Regions from separate parts of the Drosophila melanogaster genome. Here region 2 is linked to region 1. A link is a contact called in public Hi-C data. All regions are on one chromosome and are shown on one strand. The core of a region is the stretch at or near the end of the contact, and the rest is flanking DNA. Distances in the headings are between cores, read along the strand shown. Region 1 overlaps bab2 (bric a brac 2). Region 2 holds the start of bab2 (bric a brac 2).

What was found. A called contact is a pair of places that touch in the nucleus more often than the background predicts.
Region 2: a contact with region 1 is called in a Hi-C map of the Kc167 cell line, with 2.1 times the contacts expected there. A contact is called at or near these places in 9 of 107 Hi-C or Micro-C datasets (the D17-c3 cell line, the Kc167 cell line, the ML-DmBG3-c2 cell line and 3 more) and 2 of 7 datasets of targeted methods (both in the Kc167 cell line).

What each region holds. Positions count from the first base shown.
Region 1 is chr3L:1,139,391-1,142,090 of dm6, reverse strand. bab2 (bric a brac 2) reads left to right here. Exons shown (of 5, transcript NM_079155.3): 5 at 1-1,662. The coding sequence ends at 123. Among named protein-coding and RNA genes, the nearest start is that of bab2, 37 kb to the left of the region's middle.
Region 2 is chr3L:1,175,939-1,178,638 of dm6, reverse strand. bab2 (bric a brac 2) reads left to right here and starts at 1,363. Exons shown (of 5, transcript NM_079155.3): 1 at 1,363-1,658.

The DNA.
Region 1 (2,700 bases), core at 166-2,665:
CCGGACGCGAGTGCAGCTGCCGCGGCGGCCGCCTACGCGCCTCCTGGCGCCATCCGCGAATCGCCTCTGATGAAGATCAAGCTGGAGCAGCAGCATGCCACCGAACTGCCGCACGAGGATTGAATCCTGGGCAGGGGCGTGGCATTGGGACACACGCTGGGGTGGGGCAATCATTAGGTAACCAAATAAATGCGAGGGGTGCTAAGTAATCTTGGATAAGAGTAAGTAGTTTTGATTTTAGGACTGGAAGGTCTAGCAATTTCAATTTTATAATGTGCAAGACATATATTTCTTAGAGCAGCAAGATACATAGCATTACACATACGGTTTTTTTTTTTATGATAAATCTTTTAAAATAGGAAAAGTGTGTAGGAAGCCGCACAGCTCATATAAAATGTGACTGATAACGTAAAACACACGTTATATCTTATCAAGAAATAGCAAAAACGTGGAATTAAATGAAACACAAATTCACACCAATGACATCAATATACCACGTCAATACCAAGCATATGCGATTTATTTTCCCCAAGAAATAGCCCGAAAAGTCCAATGATTACTTGCCCCAAAGATTCTTGGCCCCAATTGGATAACCACCCTGAGCCCAAAGGAAGAAAACAATAGAAGACCTACCAACAAACAAACATATTTGGACTGCTACTTGAACCCCAACGTTTTTAGTGTTTAGTGCTTAGTTGAAGTTGCTAACTGGTTTTTATGCCTAGGCTAGTTTTAGAGTGTATCATCGAGGAAGGTATAAAGTATTAACCTATTATTAAAGCACACCCCAAAACACAACAAACACACACCCACACACATACTTCGGAACTTTCCTGTAAGGATAGGATCTCGTACTTTGTCTTATTTATTTCGAGAAAATTCGTTGCGTTGATTGCCTTTTTTGCCACGCGAAAATAATAATAAATAGGCTTACGATTAACAATAAACAACGTAACCGTAAACATTAAAGTTACGATTAGAGACTTGTGCATTTCTTAAATGTAGCTTAACCCTAGAATAGCCCTCAAATACAAAACACTGAATGTTGTCAAATCCGGTAATCACCACTTTATACATACATATATATATATACGAGTACATACATATGTATGTACATATATACGCAATACTTTAGATACATAAACCCATACAGATAGACGTGCATACCGTACCACGCACGTACATAAACTTATATTAATGGTATTTCCAAATGTAACTGTAAATAATGTACAAATTTCCATAGCTTTAGGCTTCGACTTAATCTTAGACTTACCCCCAAAAAGCCCTTCGCCGCACTTCTTCTATGGTAATCGTATTGTAAATGAACGAATGGGCAAACAACGCAGGCAGCATCACATTAAATTTGTGCTAATTTTATGTAAACAACCACACAGACACAAAGTCACACAGATTACACAATACCATACCACCACATGGCACACACACTCGACTGTCAGATACGCATATGTGTGTATATGTGCATATGTATTGTCCGAACTGCGTGGGTGAAAACTATTATTATTATAACTATTATTACGATTATTATTATTACCTAACCCTAGAGATGCGCGAGGCATTCTTGAGTTTAGTTAAACCGTAAATTATACAACAATAAACAAAGAAAGAGAAAATAAAAACGAATCGAAAAGCTAAATGTCAACCAATCACTTTTGATGTTTTATTTATGGGAGAAATGAATGGATTGGAGTTATAGGGAAATATGCCTACACATCATATTTATTTCATATATGGTCGGTTAAGGAACAATGGCTCGAAAGACTTCGCCAGCACATTGAGGCATTTAAATCGACCTTACCCCATATCCATCTGGGAAACTCACTTCCTCGTCGGCCAACTGATGGCCCCAATTCCGAAGACATAATTCACTTAATGCCCCTCGAAGCAAGTGCAACTTGGGGCCGAACGAACGACTCCGCAACAATGCTGTCTTCATCCCCTTCACACACACACACACACACACATGCACACACACTGTGACCACTCTCACACCCAGGCGGCTTTCAAGGTCAAGTGGCAAGTGAAAGCGACGTCATGGCCGCCTATTGTTGTTGCTGCTTTTGTCGGTGAAAGAAAACAATTACTTTGGCACTTAACAGCTTAACACATCACTTTGCACTTGATGCAAAACTCGGTCTGCTCGCAGGACTCATGACTTTGGTCCTTGGTCCTCGCTTCCCGCTCCTTCACTCCGACGGAAACATGCCGAGCATCCCGGGCATCCTTAAAAGCGGACTGCAGATAAACAGGAGAGGACAAAGCCGGAGAAGGGCTCCCAAACTCTGTCCGCAGCGGGGACAAGCTACCACACTTTACAGTGGTAATGCTCAAGGTCATTCCGGAGCAGTTGCCGTTGCTGTTTCTGTTCCTGGCCACCCTTTTGGGCAGCAAGCAAAGCCGACACTGCGAAAAAATCGAGGAAGGTTTGAATAGGCGATTTAATTGATTTAATCCAAGCAGTCCTAGCAAATAGCTACTCTAGAATACATAATGCTAGAGTAGGAGCTATACCATCAAAAGTAATACCGTGCAATTCACTTCAGGAACCACTTTTTCTGCCAGTGTGGCGGAGCCAACGAGAAAGGCAGCCGCTCGACTGGTCCTGAATGGCAAGTGGCTTTCATCTTGTGAGACACCCACACAATCCCACTTGGTGGTCGGCCAGTGGGCGGGGCCACAGAG
Region 2 (2,700 bases), core at 114-2,613, 37 kb before region 1:
GGGATTTATTTTAGTTGTTGTTATTGGCTGCGCAAAAAACAATAACAACGGCCTATAGATGCTGCAATAGCAGCAACAACAACTCCTATTAAAAATGCGTTTCCATAGGCGCCGCCTACCGCGTGACGTCACTAGCTGCACTTGCTGCGTCTTTGCCTCCTTTTCTTTCAGCTTTTCCTCGTACTCTTTTCTTTTTTGCTCTTTTCGGTTGCCACCTCCAAGTTTTCGTTTTCGCGGGGCAGCATGGGGAAGAGGAAGCAGAGAAGAGAGTGCAGCCGAAGCTTTTCGTTTGTTTTCGCTCGTCTTTCAGCCGTTTTTTTGTTGTTGCTCTGCTCCCCTTCTTCATGCTGGCTTGTGTGTGCGTGTGTAGGAGCAAGCAGCTTGCTGTCCCACTCGCACTCGCGCCCTCTTACGGCACTTTTAGGGGCGTGGCCAAGTTGTGAGTGTGTTGCTGTCGCCACTTTTTCTCTGCTCTTTTTTGCCATAGTTTCTGTGCCTAAGCAGCAAAAGCAACAACAAGGAGGTTAAGGATGATGCAGAAGAAGAAGAAAGAGGGTTGGCAACTATTTTGAAACACTTTCTTACTGGACATTGGCCAGTTTCTCTTTCTTGCCCCTGCTGTTGCTGTTGTTGTTGCTGCTGCAGCTAGGTTGCAAGTTGCTGTTGCTATTCTCTTCAAGTTGCAGGTGTAGGCTGCAATTTTTTCGCGACCTTAGCATGCTGCTTTGGCGATTTGTTAAGATTTTTGCGATTTATTGGTAAGCATGGCATTTATATAAATAAGAGAACTTATTTCAATAAGTATTCAAACTAATTATAATAAATATGATTCGTTTTTAATTGTAAATGAAGTATGTTGATATAGTAAAAACTACTTTCGCAAATTTATGTGACAACGAAAAAAAAAAGAAACGTTGGGTCTTAGACAATTATATAAAAATCGTAGTGAAATGTATGTTTTTTATGATGAGAAATATGATTCGAATAAAAAACTATTAATCTGTACTAAAATGTATAAAAAAATAACAAAACAATTGCATTCCAGATTAATAAAATATGTTCTCCTCTTATACAATCACGATTTCATTTTAATTATAATTTCTAACATTTCTAAAAATTTCGAAATTTTCAATTTTTTTTCAAGCAAGATCTCTGAAAATTCAAAACAAAGAAAGCAAAGAGCACACTTACTTTCGCTCTTAAACCGCCGCTCTGTCGATTTCCCAATTCGCCGCAAAAACCGGAAAACACCACGCCGGCGCTCTCATTCGCCGCGAGAGAGCGGGCAGCGCAGCTGACGTCGGCAGCGCGGCGTCGAGTTTCATTCAATTTTTTGAAATTCAGTTCGTTTATCTGTGAGATTCAGTTCGTATCTGACTTTCGGCGTGAGTGGAGTGCAGCGTTTGTTTTTACGGCCACTGAAAGCCAGCAACAACAACAATAATACCCACAACAACAACAACAACGACAGAAGCGGCAGCAAAGACAGCAAAGCAAAAGCAACAACAAGTGACGTGCAACAACGACAAGCAGAACAGCATGTGTTGCATGCAGTGAACAAAACAAACAGAACATAAACACAAGTATTCTGTTAATATTTAATAAAACAAGAAAGTGAACTAAAAGTGAACCCATCGAGTGAATACCAGACGAAAAATGTATGTGTGCGTTGATTATTATATTAATTATGGTGCTTTATTTATGACAAATGACTGGGCTGCAATGAAAATCGATTTTATACCTCGACCATGTACTATTCTACATAAGTTATCCAGTGGAAATGCCATCCCCGCCAGACCCCCTCGCACATTTTCCGCGCATTTTCCTTGGCGCTACCAAAGAAATTGTAATTTATTAATTTATAACACAAGCCACCCAGCGAAAAGGTCGTAAAAAGCAATGTTGCTTGGTCGTTTTTGGGCGCCCAGGAAAATTAAGAAGAAAACCCACTCGAAGGAGCAACTTTTCCTACAGCTCCTGCCTTTCCACAGCTCCCGCTTTTCCGAGTGGGTGGCACGCGCCAAAAACAGTTTGTAAACATTTTGCACACAGCGAAAGCCGAGCGAAACACGAGAAAATCCAGACTGTAATTTATTACTTGCTGCATAAATAATAAATAAGCGTTAATAAATAAATACAATATGCAATATATAAATGTGTCCGAGCGCCCGCACACCGCCCCCCCGTTTCTCAACGTGTATTTGTGTTCGTTTTTGTGTGCGGGCGGGCCCACTTTAAGGATACAAAACCTCGAGACTGAATTAAATAAATAAATACAGAAATAATAAATAAATAAAGTGCCCAGCTTGCCTGCTGTTTTATTTTTTTGGCTGCCAACAGCTGCGCTTGCTATAAATAATTAAACGAAAATAATATATTACGAGGAAGCAGGAAAGAAGAGTGTGGAAAGGCAAGAAATCAGGGAGTTTGAAGTATTTAGGATTTCGAGTCAGATACTTGTCAGCAGTTATAATTGTATATGAAGGAAAAAATTAGTTTTTTGCTTCCACATTCACGAAAAACTGAAACTCATTCTAAAACATAATTTTGAATTTATTTAAGGCCAGGCTTTGGTAATAAATAAATGAAAATCTTGAATAATCATAAAATCAGCTTTGATGTGTCGACTTTGGAGATGTGCGAATCTTCTGCATTTGGCAATTTACTTATTTATTTATTTGAGGCCGAGTTTTTCCCAAG